Linked DNA regions of Zea mays: regions 2 and 3 are each linked to region 1. Evidence: chromatin contacts called from public Hi-C data. All regions are on one chromosome and are shown on one strand. Each heading gives the region's core, a stretch centred on a gene start, on an enhancer-like site or on the middle of the called end of the contact. The rest is flanking DNA. Distances are from core to core; before and after follow the strand shown. Region 1 holds the start of LOC100275632. Region 2 holds the start of LOC100193501. Region 3 holds the start of LOC100284576 (ENT domain containing protein).

Region 1 (4,938 bases), core at 2,265-4,764:
TGTTTTCTTCCTCGATCCAGGTCTTGTCGTGTTTGTAGGACTCAAGAGCATACTACAAACCCTCACAGAGTGCACATTGTGCAGGTGCAGGGGCACTCACTGAGCTAGCCTTCTCAAGCAAGGCTATCCTAGCGTCTCTCTCCGTTAGCTCAGTCTGCAAGCTAGGACAAGCGGTACACGCACCTAACAAGCTAGATCTAGATTTCAACTCATCGCGCTCATTTAGCAAGGTGGTGTACTTGGTCTGCAAAGTTTTTGATGTTTGACATGTGTAGAGCGCACTCATCGCATTTAGTCTTGTCAAACACTACAACTGAAGCTCTAGCAGACTCAAGCTCCCTAAGCGTGCTCTCATACTTGAATTTAAAATCTTTCCTATCATGAGCAGCAAGCCTAAGCAGTTTATCCTGATTAGCCAAAGTAGTCGTTAGCTCTTCTACCTCAGCGGCGAGATCATCGGTGGAGTGGGATACATCAGAAGCAGAGTCGTTGCCGATGTCCTTGTTGTCGCTGGCACTGACCGTGTCCTCACCAAGTTCCATGGTGCAGAGGCCTCCCGTGGTGTCGACGATGAAGCACAGGTCATTGAGCTTGTCCTCAACATGCCTCTCAACCTCCTCGTCGCTCGAGGAAGAAGAGGACTCCTCGAAGTCATGGTCGAGGTCGCTGAGGGAGGTAAGGAAGGCACGCTCCTTGATCTTCGCCTTTTGGTGGTACTTCTTCTTGAGTGCCTCCTTGTCCAAGCCTCCCTTTGACTTGTGTCTACTAGAGGTGTACTCTTGCTTGCCCTTCTTGGGGCAACTAGCAATAAAAGTGGTTAGGGTCACCATAGTTGTAGCATCCATTCTTCGACCCACCACGCCACCAGCTCATACGGTTGTTGTGGAACCACGTGAACCGACTAGCCACAAGCACCAACTCCTCATCCCCAAGGCTCTCCACCTGCTCCTCTGTGATGGTTAGCAAAGAAGACAAAGCAAATATATCAGGTGAGGGGTTAGAGGAAGCACCACCTCTAGAGATCAGGGCCATGGTGGGTGCACCAGGGTTCTCAATCTTAGCCTGGGTCTGGTGGTCAATCTCAGTGGACTTGAGCTTGCTGAAAAGCTTGTCCACGGTGAGAGTCTCAATTGGGCGACTCGATGATCGCCGAGACCTTCACCTCCCAAACCCTCCGATATAGAGCATGTAGCAACTTCAGCGCTCTCTCCTGATCATCATAGGGAAGCTGTGACTTTTTGGCACACATCTTGTTCACAATCGTCTGGAACCGAGAAAACGTCATGTCAATGGTCTCTCCAGCCAATTGAACAACACTATCATACTCTTGCTGGTACGTCTCAAAGAGTCTAGTTTTGACATGATCATTGCCCTCATGGAATCTCTCGAGGGTGGACCAAATCTCGTGAGCCATAGCTAGATGTCCAACTCGCTCAAACTCAGCCAGCGAGAGGCACAAGAACTAAGTGTTGCGAGCTTTGTTGTTCAAATCATGGAACTCCACTTAAATTGGAGTGATTCGTTCACTTGTAGCATTGAACGCAACATCGAGGCAAATCTCCCAGACTCTGTACCCTATGAAGATATGCCACCATGCAGATCTTCTAGTACGGGTAGTTAGTCCCATCGATGACCAGTAGCATGCCAACCGATTAGGGAAAGGAAATCCTTAGCCGGCTCTGATACCAATTGAAGGACCAGTGAGGCGACCAGAGGGGGTGAATGGGAGCCACTAAAAATTCTTGAACTATGAGAACACTATGACTTTATTTCCTGACCCAATCCAACCTCTAGGGACACCAAAAACACTTCGCAAAAGAACATATCATCCACAGATCGTTTGACTACTCCTACCAAGTTCTAGAGAAGAGTATAAGCTCAACGGGGCCTAAAAGACTTGATTTGAACCCAAACTTTCACAAGAAACTCCAAAGGGGACCCCAAAGGTCCAGTAAAAATTCTGGGTCAAAGTCATAGAAAAACGCGGAGTGGTAGTGCTGCTTGTAGGTGCGGTAGTGTCGGATTGCAAAATTTTTCCAGAATGCTCGCAAATTGTGCAGGCAACAAGGTACCAGGGAGAAAGGCGAACCATGAAGTTTGAGTAGAAAAGGATCAAAATTCCTTGTCTGGCAGTCTTGAGAGCGGCAGTGCCGCACAATCAAAACTTCACAGAATGTTATCAAATTTCGGAGACAATTTGCGTAGAGTGAAATATGTCTACCGGTGAAGGATCAACTCCAACAACATAGAAAACAAAGTGCAGATCAAAAATCCTGTTTTGGTTGGGGTTTTGTTGGGGTTTTCTAGAAACGAGTTTAAACTGAGTGCAAATTGACCCCTAGTGCAAATCGCAAATCTCAGAGTGCTACACATTGACAATCACTCATCATCAACCCGAACCACGAGGGAAAAGTCAATCTTGTGTTCACAATTTGACCCCTAGAATCTTTTTTCCCAATTTTGTCTTCTATAAAGGTTCCAACCATACCCAATGTCTCTAGGGTCATTTGAAACTTATGCAAGTGTAGAAATGATCCAAAATCCATTTCTTACTCAATATTACGCTTTTGCCTAAGTCTAGGTTGTTTCTCTGGATTTGCTCCATTCTTTTAGTTCTTCATTCATTCACTTAACGAACCAATTAGTCCATAAGGTTGTGATGGTCATCAAACATCAAAACAATTATAAAAATAGATTTTAGACATTTCCCTTTCACTAACATACCTTTTTACAAGCATTCTTTGTTGTTAATGCTGCTTTGAGTTAATCGTTGATGTACTTACGGTATAAAATTAATTAGAAGAGTTTTCCTTTTTTTTATCTTTGTTTCCTTATAGGTCTTCTAGTCTTGGATTTTTTTCCTTTTCTTGTTTATATTACATTTATTTACCCTTACATTGTTGTGAGAGTTGTGCTCAGTTTTGCTTCATCCGTTTTAAGACATTGTAATTGGTTTAGCTCTTTTTCGTTACCATTTGTTTAAATATAATTTTCGAATGATGAGCTACCAACTCGTCTTCTTTAGACTGTGGATATGCCTAGAAGATCCTCAAAGAAGTATAAGGTGTCGTTAATGGATCAACACTCCTACACATGAGAAAGATGTTAGTACGATAAACAATGCCTAGGAAGGATTTTTTTTTGCATTTAAGATTAATGATAGTGAGAGATGAACATGCTAGTCGTAGAATTAATGAGAACTAAATTATCAAATACAAAAACTAAAATTCTATTTAAAGAATAAAATAAAATAAAATAGAGGATTAAAAATTAGTCTCCGTAAATCAAACACTCTTAAATCAAGAGGGATGAATTGGTGTTAAGTATTTGGTTGATGCTAGAGAAAAAACCAAACATTCTCCCCGTTATTCTGAACAGATACAAATGCGAACAAAAAAGCATATCCATCCAAATATCGTAATCCATTTCATTCCCCTGAGAAATTAATTTATTTCTGCAGTTTCCTCAAATTCTCATGGTCTCGGTTTCTCGCCTCGCCGCTTCTCCGCCTCCCGTCTCGTCTGCAACTGCAACTCCACCTCGGCCCTCTCATCCTCGTCACCACCGGCCACGGCCGGCCTCCACCGCTGCCTGCCCACCGCTCGCTACACTCATCTCCCCAAAGTGGAAGAAGAATCGGGCTGTTGCTCACTCGTACCCTCTAAGTGAGGCGGGCCTCACCAACCTTGCTGCTATGCCTTCCACGACGCTCGCTGCAGTCCACCACCACCGGACAGGAAGCACCACCTAGTTCCTGACCCTGATGTCCATGGCACCCGACCATCCCTTCGATGCCTTCGTCGCCGCAGCTCGTGGCGCCATAACCCACCTTCACCTTCCCGTCATCCACATCCCTGGATCCAATTCCAGTCCTAACCCCGACTCCAAGCAGCACCACGAACCCGAGGTCGACTGCCTGCTCCACCTCCACGTCGTCGTCACCAACTTCTTCCACAAGCCCCTCAGATCATTCGCTAGGTGCTTCAGGCCCAAGCGACGGGCAGGCAAACACTCCCCGCCGCTCTACCAGGAGCCCAGCAATGGCGCGACCCCGCAGCAGCAACTGGAGCTCCTGCTCTGCATTGCGTTCGATGCCTTCGCCCACAACCTCCACGCGCTGGAGGACGCCTGCAAGCACAAAGGCGAGGAATTTGCTGTCGCTACCCGACAGTTGGAGCAATTTGTGGTTTTCAGGAAGGTAATCGATGGGAAGAGGGCCGATTTCGATGGGTTCCTTTCAAATCTGGGCTTTGCAAAGGTTGGGCCACCGCCACCGCCAGCAAGCATCATGGGTGGTGCTTCCCCTGTCCCAGCACCAGCACCAGTCAGCAATCAGGAGGATGGTGCTGTGATTGGGAACGGCGAGAGGGTGGACATTGCTAGTGGTACACAACAGCAGGCACAAAAATTGCCTGCCCGGTTGCTTAACATTCCTTTGTCGAATGTGGAGCGTCTGCGGTCTACGCTTTCTGCAGTTTCACTGACGGAGCTCATTGAATTAGTTCCGCAGCTGGTGAGCAGATCATCGACATCGGCAGATGCACATCCTGACAAGAAGAAGCTTTTCTCAGTGCAAGACTTCTTCAGATATGCGGAAATTGAAGGTAACATAATTTTTCATTTTCCAGCAGAGAAGTGTCCACATTTCTACTTCTTCAGTATGTAGGCTCATGGTCTGCAATTGCCAATCATGCATTCATTTTAATATATGGCACGGAAATCACCAAATTAGATCAGTCACTATTAGTCCTCTACAGAAGGCTCAAATGCCAGTTTTAGAGTCAAAAGTAATTATATTTTGTACAATTTAATCACTAGACTTCTTCCAATATTCAGATTCAGGATATGCCATTCGGATCTACAATTTACAGCATAAAATCTGTTCTGATGTTATCCATTATTTTACCACCGTATCTAGAAAATTTGGGTGAACTACTA
Region 2 (4,518 bases), core at 1,347-3,846, 340 kb before region 1:
TCATATACAAACAAAAGGCCAAGCTTAGTAATTACATAGATAAGCCCATACTTTTGTGAAACCTGCAGCAAAAAATGGAATAAAAACATATTAGATCCATTATGTGATGTTCTAATAATTGCACATCTTTCACCCTATGAAGTGCACATTTTTTCCATAAGATGTTCACCTGCATAGCTACAGGAAAATCATCCTGGAAATCTGGGGGGAAGAAGAGGTCGGCTTGTTTCTTAGAAAAACCAGGTTTCCCTACAATGAAACAATCAATAAAAAGAATGGAGATATCAGTATACTGCAATGTCTTTCAAAAGAAAATGAAGCCCACATAAAAAAAATAACTGGTGCAGTATGAGAAGTTTGAGATGTAGCACTAGAAAGAATAAAAAAACACAATCAATCTAAACCTGGCTGTGCACCCAGTTCAATAACATGCAACTTTGAAGTGATCTGTCCAGCATTAGTTGTCTTTGAGGCGAAACAAATAAGGGTTGATGGATTCTCATTACCAACAACCTGGACAGATTAGATAAAGAAAGGTTGATAAATTACTAAATACCAGAAATAAAACAAGAATATAAGGTAATAAGCATCATAAATAACTGAAAGGGTACCTTAAATGTTGCAAAAGACGCTGCATGGGCTTCAAGTGCCTGGCTACGTTGTTGATCAACAGAGAAAAGTTGCATATTTCCCTTCACCAGTTGTGGCCTCTGGTTGCACGAAAATGAGGGCACGACAAGTCGACAATATGATAAGAACGTCCAACCAAGTACTACGAAACTACTTTTTGTTCAAGTACAAATGACCGAGTTTTACAGAGACATTGTTTTTTATCGTAAGAGGATTGGAATTTCGAACAAAATCAGCAGGAACGGGGGCAACAGTAATATTCGTTTTCAACACTCATTTGACATGTGCTCTGCTGTAATGATGTAAATAGAAGTAAATTTCGGTAAGAGAATACCTCTGGGGCTCCAGGTGCAATTCCAATAAGTACAAGCCACTTCTCCGCTGGGTCACATCGATAGTTGATGATCTGATTGTTTGCCAGATTAGCCGTCCTATCAAACATCTTGGTGGGCTCAGAATCACCTTCAATCGACCAGTGGTAAACTGATGTTTGTGTCACCAAACCCAACAGTTTGGGAGTGATCCATTTCCAGAATACGACCTGCAGTTGAAAAGTAAATATATGGAACATGTTACTTCAAGTACATCTCATTGACAGCTAGAAAAAAGAAGCCATATGCAAAATGTCATATTGGAAAGTGTTTTGTACCTGCTCCGGCATCTGGTGAGACTTGATCTTAGTCTTAGCCTCAATGTTAAATATTTGAAGGTGATCCTGTGTTGTTCCAGGTATTTGGGCTGCAAAAAATCAGCAGATGTTTACCATTGTTGCAATTATTCTCAAACTATATGTTAAGCAGTATATATAGCTACTCAATGTCTTAACCAGTCATTTGATTTGGGAATTGTTAGCATCAATATCCTGACTATAGTAGAGTACCCCAGCCAACAGCAATGCTGAGTTGCTGACAAGTAAGAACTTCATCTAACAAAATATATACTCAAATATAAATTAAGCAAGCAATGCCCAGCAACAAGCAGGTAGGAAGCCGTCGATCGAATGTGAGCAGCAACAGTGAAGACTAAAACAGAGTAAAATTACAATCCTAATGGTTCCATTCTATGCTAAACCGAACTGGATCTGGCTCATCGCAGTGACAACGACTACACGGATTACAAATGTATGGCAGGCTAGAATTATAGCGTCCCATGTTGCCAGAGCCTCGTTCATTCTACACGGCTTGCACACAGGATCAGACAAACAGAGAGGTATACATAAAGCCCTGCAGGCAGCTAATGCACAGATCTCAAGCAAAGGCTTGATGTCAGTCGCTAGTGCAGAATTCGGCTGCCATGGTAGGGAAGCAGAAGCTTAGATCGCTGCGGAATTCCTAGAGAGGCAACTGACTATTTAACAAGGACTTTGGCTAGGATGGGCATGATAAGGATGAGATTCCGCGCAGTGGAGAGAACCGAAAGGGCTAGATCTATAGGAGGTGCGGGCGGTAGGTAGAGGCAGCAAATCCGAACCTTTCAGGGCGAGGATCCTGGTGTTGGGGTTCATGAGGGCGGAGTCGGCGGTGATGGGCCGTCGGAGCGGCTGCATGGGCATGGCCATGTCGATGATGACGACACTGTTTTGCGGGGAGGTCTCGCGGACGCAGATGTACTTCTCCGACTCCATGGTGACGTGGGTGAAGGTGACGAACTGCGGCGCGATGCCCAGGCTGGTGAGCTGCGCGGAGAACGAGCAAGGAATGATCAGTGGGTGAGTGGATGGAGATATGTACTGCATGAGAGGGGAGAGAGGGTAGCGGAGGTATTACCGTGAGCGCCTCGCGCATGGCGATGGGAGCGTTGGCCGCCGCCATGGCGACGAACGGCGGTGCCGAGATCTCTCTCCGCTAGTCTGGAGCGGGAGGGGGGGAGGGAGGCACTCCACTCGGGGTCGGGGGAGAGGAGAGATCTGATCTGAGCACGGGACGCGACGCGACGGAACCAAACAGCACAACAGAGCACGGTGCCGGGGAAGGAGAGGAGAGGAGAGGAGACGCTGGGGAATTTGTTTATGGGCGTCCACGATTCAATCTGGGAAAGATGGTGTCCATTGAGTTTATTTTGAACTACTAGTTAGATGCCCGTGCGTTGCAACGGTATACAAAATATTCAACAAATTGTTAGTGCACAAAAAATAACACCACATATTTCAGTTGCACCAAAAAATGATACATTCCCCGCTTGCAAGGTTAGGGCCGCATTTTCTTCCTACTTTGCACCTCAGCGAACAACAAAAACCAAAGAACCATACAGTCCATAGACGCACTTGCACACTTGAAGAAATAGTTAACCATGGCATGGAACTCATCAGTTATCCTCTTGTCAAACCTTTAGGAAATGCAAGCATGTTAGTCTAGGAAGAAATGTAGCTTACGCCAGGTAAACCTGCTGATTTTTTGGGAAATAGTTAACCATGGCATGGAACTCATCCCCACGAACAGAGAGCATTCCCCAACATCTCCCACCAGCAACCACAACATCTTCTTCCCCATCTCTATGTCTCTCACGCTCAACAAGCCACGCTAAGAACTGGTGGCACCGACCACCAGTCGGCCCTCCCTCTCTGGCAAAAATCACGGCGAGCAGCGGCCCAATCCTACCTTCTTCATTGATCGACAGTTGAAAAGGGAGAGGGAGAAGTGTGCATATCACAGGAAGATTACCACACGACGACTGGAGACCAGTGGGCACGTGACCGAGGCGCAGCTGGAGCCTGGAGGAGAGCTGAAGAAGCCGTGTCCAAGAGGACCGAAGAAAATGACGCCTGTTGAGTAGAAAGGGACGACGACGTCGATGTTGCAGACGACGACGTTGCGGTTGGCAGGCGACCGCCAGGAGCAGTAGGGACAGTGGTGTGGCGACCATAATATGGGGAAGATGACGGCGCAACGAAGTAGCCGAAGAGTTCCTTGGACATGAGCGGGTGCTGGTGGGAGCACGGTGGGCACGGTGGATATGAGCATCGTGGGCAAGATCCACAATTTTTCTATTGCAGTACCGTCGACTTCAAGGGTGTAGGAGTCGAATCGGAGACAGCGACGGCAGGAGCAGGCTCGTCATGACGGCGCTTGAAGAGCCCAACGTCGCGGTCAAGGCAGCAGAGGGCGAGGAGGCCATCCTCGCGGTGGCGGCGCGAGGGGCTGAAGTCGACACACTGCTTGTAGGCGCCGCGCCTCATCGGACTGCCTGCGTGGGACGTGCAGCATGCCGGAGATGCGAGGTGGAGCTACGACGGGTGGCGTGTGGCCGACGTCCAGCTTGACGAAGACGACGCGGTCGAGCTTTGGGCGCGCGGCGGCGCGAGGACGCGCATCACAGGGAGGTGGTGGCCCTGTAGGTCAAGGGCGAGGGCCTTGAAGATGAGCAGGGCGATGTTGCGAGGGTCGAGGGCGATAACGCGGTCGCGCCGGGATGGGCGGGTGTGGCGTTGCGACGCGAGAATCGCGCTGGGATGGGCGGGTGTGGCGGGTGACGCTTGACGCGGATGGGGGCGAGGGCGCGCTAGTTTAGGGACGGGCCGACGTGGTCGCGGGGGTGGGGGCATTGAGTGTGGACGCTGACACTACTGTCTTAATAGAATAGTATAGATGTATGTTTATGAACTGAGAGTATGTTTATAATTTTATACGAAGTTGTACTCTACCTCGTCATATAAATAGAGGTACACTGTAATATACAGGGACACTTTTCCTTCTAAAGGAAACCTGGTTGCTAGTCTCCAAAGTTGCGACTCTCTTACCTTAATCGAGAAAGAATAATAAAGGGATCATAACATTTAAGATTTTCCTTGAACATTTGTATATTATGTCTCAAAGGTTATTAATTAAGGTATCATTCCTCCTTCAATCTATCTTAAATAGATTGAAGAAATAAAGGTCTGTCATCTTTAAA
Region 3 (5,079 bases), core at 2,258-4,757, 340 kb after region 1:
AGTGTTGAATCTAAATAATCTATTTGAGTTGCTTAAAAGAAGGAACAAATACCCATCAGAGAGGGAGAATAATGGTCATTGTTGGTCACCTTGACTGAGGGCTTATTCCATGGTTGTTGCAGTCGTCATACTTCAAGTAGTCGACTCCCTTGGAATTAGATCATCAAAAGCATGATTTCAGTTTGCGAGCAGCAAAGAAAGGCATATCTTGGTCTTAGTCTTCTTTTCTATCTTATACATCTCTATGTTGTCTATACTCCTATCACAATACCCATATCTATAACATTCTTTTTATTCTTCTTAGTAGCCTTTGTACTTTCTTGTTACACCACCAAGTATATTTAGCTTCGCCTCCGCTCCGTTTATGGTAGGACGTATGAGGATGTTTAGCACCATTTAATTACAAAGGAATGAGACACATACATATATAGGATGGCTAGAGAAAGACAATAGCTTGAATCAAGTTAAGTGCATTAAATATGAAACCAGTCACCTTTTGATGAATGATGATGCATAAATGATGAAAGTATTTTGACAAATTGTTTAATGGAGAGAATATGAACATAACTTTTTGGTCGGGTGACTTTTTATAACACCAATGACATTTTGTGTGTAGGATCCAATAATGCTCAGTGGTGCACCGGAATAGTCCGATGCGCCAGCCAAGAGCAAGATTTCAGCAGCTCTTTGGAAAAAGGTCCAACGGCCACATGGACCCATGGGGCTATAAATAGACCTTTATTTCGACCTCCAAAGCACACCAAGCATACCAAGAGCTAGTACTTCACTCATATGCATCTGAGAGACACATCGAAGCAATTCGAGCGCCAGTTTTAGAGAGATAGTGCTACTCTGCTATTACACGTTCGTGTTGTGGCTTTGTGGTGTTGCTACTCATATGTGTGTTATTACTCTCCCTCTCATTGTTAAAGAGTTGTAACTCTCATTAAAATTGTGTATGGCCGCAAGAGACTCCAATTTATGGAGATTCTTGCAAAGGGAAGAATATAAGGAAGAACTGTGACACTCAAGTTGATCATTGGATCACTTGAGAGGGGTTGACTGCAACCCTTGTCTATTGGGACACGACAACGTGTAGTAGGCAAGCATTTGAGGCTTAACCGAACCACGAGATAAAATTGCCTTGTCTCTTGTGCTTGATATTTTGTGATTTGCTCTTCTTCTCTATTCTCTAGTTCTTCACTTGTGATATTGCTCAAGTTAATTTCACAATCTTGTGAGAGCAATCAAGTGCAAGAATCTCTCCTCCTTCTCACTCTAACTTGATCTAGTTTTGCACTAACACTTAATTTGGATCAAGTTTTTGTTTAAGTTGTGATTTTACCCCTATAGGTGACTATCAAGTTCAAAGGAAGCCATGGTTTTTTGGAGCCACATATGCAATTTTTTCTTTAAGTTGTCTAATTTATTCCTCTCTTAAGCATCACAATCCCTTCAGTTTCCCTAAAAACATGGTGAGTAAAATTAAATTCATGCTTGTGTTAAAGTTTGGCAAGAAATTGAGTGTATAACATGTGAATCAAGGTGCTAAAAAGTGTGGCATACTATATCTGTAGCAATTAATCAAACATTTGCCTTTAAAACTACAATATACATGCGACCGGCAAATTTATGGGGTTTACATCCAAAAGAGAGCTCCTCACTAGCGTGTATCACCAAGCCATGAAAATGACTCTCTTTGGTGTCTTAGTAACTCTTTAAATAATAACCAACTAAATATGTCATTACTCAAATAACTCTCTAAATGATGTTCCAAAATTTAGATATGCTCTTAAGACCGGTTCCAACATGACTCGATATTTGATCGCTAGCGTGGCGAACCAGGTGGTCACTATCGACCGAACCGGTCGTAGCGCCGGTCGGCGTCCGATTGGTTGGTTAGGCTGCTAACTGGGCGGTCCGAGCGATACCGACCACGTTGGAGATCACATGGTCTGTATCGATTGGTTGGTATCGACCGACGTGTTAGGGCCACGGTCGAAACCCACCGAACATGGTCGATACCACCCAACATTTGGACAGATGTCAACATCTCATTAGGCCATACAATTTCAAGCGTTTGAATTTGAAAAAAATACTGAACTCACACCCTATAAATAGAGGTCCTTATCTTCTTTGATCCATATTCATCTTTCCTCCTTTCACGTATATTCACCCACGTTCATACAGTTCCATCTCCATTTAGACATGAATTCGATGTGGAGTACCAACTACAATACCTTTTGCGTTCATCGATGAACCGGTTTCTATTGTATCACATGAGTTAATCTCGTAGCGAGTACAAGAACATCATGTGCTACAATAGAAACTAGTTCTTGAATGTAATCAGTTTCTATTGCACCACATGAGTTGATTTTGTTTTTTTGAATTTCATGAACGTTCCTTATTTTTTGCAGTATTGTTTTTTGGAATTAGTTATATATTCTTTTTACTGTTTTTTCTCGTTTACGATATTTGAATTAAAAATTATGTTTTATTGTACATCGAGTATGTAAAAATAAAAGCTGAGTGTCGTTGATATGGCTGTAGGATGATGGTATAGATTGTGCATTAAAAAGTTATGATCGATAATGATGTTATAATAGATACAACTCTTTGGAACCCGGGTTGAGGGTATCTAGAGTCATGAACCTTACGCACCGAGTTAGAGTAAACTATAGAGTAGGAAAAGAATAACGGTGAGCGTTTCCGGCCACGGTAAAATAGGGGCGGGCATGAAGAACGTCATTTACAAAGTGCCTATTCCTTTATTCTATATTGCTATGTGAGTCTTTGATTCCATATGGCAGCTAGTGGTGGTAATGGATCACAATCTAAATTCTTCTTCACAAAAAATTAGAACCCTTAATTAATTTTAGTTCAAAAACGAATAGGAATAGAGCTCGATTCTAATCTGACTCAATCCTTAAATTTTATAGTGTAAAATCTAGAGCCTATTACCACCTCTAATGGCTGCACCATGTGTCACTATGTGCAAAAAACGTGAGGAGGTAGTTATCCGGGAATGGAAGGGAATTGCAAAGAAATGATATAATATGGGGTAGTTGTTATAGGGCTGAGATATGGAGTAAATATGACTATGAGGGATTGTGGTATAAAGTAAAGAATTTCATTGGTAAGGATAAAATATTCTTTTTATGGTAAAAATTTAGAGTTGTTTAAGTCCGGACAATCTGATGCATTGAATGTGACGTGGCTGAATTTGATGGCTAAGATCATGTTCGGAAACAACCTAGTTTTTAAAATTTTAGTTCTTATTTTTAATTTTTAGAAAGTTGTTTATGAAAAAAACTAGTTTATAAAGTTTGAAACCACCTCAATTTTTATAAACTAGCTTTAGTTAGGAAATGCTAGCTTGCTGATTTTTAAGAAACTAGAAAACCAATTTTTATAAACTAAGATATAAATTAGTATGTTTATAACCACGTTAAATATCTTAAAAACTAAACGAGGCTTAAGATGCACGCGTGGACGGTGGGATCTTCCGGTGGTCCAGCGACGTTTGCAGGATGCACCCACATCACGGCTGTAAAATCCGCTGCAAGTCCGTCGATTGTTGTTTTATCTTTCCTCTTTCTCTATCGAAAACGGAGCGCCTGATACGATAGTAGCAGCACAGCTAGCTCTCCTCCCCAGAATCTCGCCGGATTCCGCCCCCCGCCGCGCCCTCGCTTCCGCCGCAGGTGAGCGCTCGCTGACCCTTCGTCGCCCGAGTGGCGGCCTTGGGGTGGCATCTCGAGCCCCGGCGTGGCGGAGGGAGCTTACCCCTGTTCGTTTGGCTCTTTCAGGTTCGCGTCTGTGCCCGCGCGTGTTGTACTACCGGCGGACGGCGGTGTTGGTGGTGGTTGGTGGAGTTGCCGACGACGGTAGGCTATGGACTACCGGCCCTCCGACAGCAGCGGTGAGTGCGGGGAGCTCGAGCCCTTGCCCGCCTCCTTGACTAGGGTTCTACTCCTATGGTTTCGCTTTCTTCAGCTCCTTACTAGCGAATGCCAATTCCTTGGCTGTGAATATGAGTGGGCTACAAGGTCGCGTCCTCAGTGTGGTTGGATGGATTTTGGGGGCTAGGGTTTGAACTTGCCTGACGGGAGGACTTTAGGGTTAGAGTTATCCGGAATTCACCTGTTTTGGGGAAATAGTCAAACGTCGTTGGATGTTGTGGTGAACTATTGCTTAGGAATATTGGTTTCTGCATTAGTGAATTGAGTTTCTCATGGTGGATTTGGGTGGTTTCTGTATAATTTTCAGTTTTTGGGATCACGAAAATACAAGCTGCCAAATAAAACTGCACGATTTCCTTCATATGGATTGAATTTGTCTGTTTCAACCTCATTTTTTTTCTGGACAGCTGGAGATTTAATGGGGTTTTGCTCTCTTGGTTCCCTTTGTTTCTGCAAAATTGAATTATGTATCCAATGGCGAACATTTGATATATGGGGCTCTTTGGAGCATGGCACTCTGGTTGTTCTCATGAGAAATTTGTGTCTGTACAATACCTGGCTTTGTGCACGCTGATAGTGTCTGCAGTTTATATGTTGCTGAAATGCCTATTCAGTTATGTTTCTGAAATTTAATTCGGTGTTGAATGGGTTTTATGGGCTTGACTCAATTAAGTCCCTGTTTGCTGTTTGGTATGGCTCTTGGGGGCGCCGGCTCCTCCTCCCGTTCACTGTAACGCAATTTTTGCTACTATAGCAAGCAGCTGTTTTGCTTACTGAGGCAAAAAATGAACTAGAAAGAAGAGCTGAATCCGTGCTACAGTATTCTTCTGTGGCAGAGCTGGAGCTGTGCCAAACAGCCCTTAAGGATTTACCACCTTAGTATTTGGGTTTGTAAAATGACAAATTTTTAGGTGCATTACTTCATTTAATATTTATTTTTTGATTAGCAGCCAAACCATGCTTGCATAATCTTTAGATGTCTATAACAACTTAAGCATTAGGGTCATAAATTTCATGCCCCGAGCTTAGAGCCTGATTCTTTAGCTTTCATGTTCTGGGACGAATGATAAGTGCCTGTCATGATGTCATCTCCAAATAGCCAATGTAATAAAGGGAT

The links. Hi-C and Micro-C count contacts between places; a contact is called where the count stands out from the background.
Region 2: a Hi-C map of leaf shows a contact between it and region 1, with 3 times the contacts expected there. The contact joins the promoter of LOC100193501 here to the promoter of LOC100275632 in region 1. A contact is called at or near these places in 4 of 25 Hi-C or Micro-C datasets (ear, leaf and tassel).
Region 3: a contact with region 1 is called in a Hi-C map of leaf, with 8 times the contacts expected there. The contact joins the promoter of LOC100284576 here to the promoter of LOC100275632 in region 1. A contact is called at or near these places in 2 of 25 Hi-C or Micro-C datasets (endosperm and leaf).

The regions. Positions count from the first base shown.
Region 1 is chr2:158,073,134-158,078,071 of Zm-B73-REFERENCE-NAM-5.0, forward strand. It overlaps LOC100275632, which reads left to right and starts at 3,515. Exons shown (of 7, transcript NM_001366601.1): 1 at 3,515-4,604. The coding sequence starts at 3,764.
Region 2 is chr2:157,732,353-157,736,870 of Zm-B73-REFERENCE-NAM-5.0, forward strand. It overlaps LOC100193501, which reads right to left and starts at 2,597. Exons shown (of 29, transcript NM_001358758.1): 1 at 2,397-2,597; 2 at 2,101-2,305; 3 at 1,280-1,368; 4 at 965-1,171; 5 at 612-710; 6 at 405-513; 7 at 170-249; 8 at 1-62. The coding sequence starts at 2,441.
Region 3 is chr2:158,416,968-158,422,046 of Zm-B73-REFERENCE-NAM-5.0, forward strand. LOC100284576 (ENT domain containing protein) reads left to right here and starts at 3,508. Exons shown (of 11, transcript NM_001157471.2): 1 at 3,508-3,704; 2 at 3,810-3,922. The coding sequence starts at 3,895.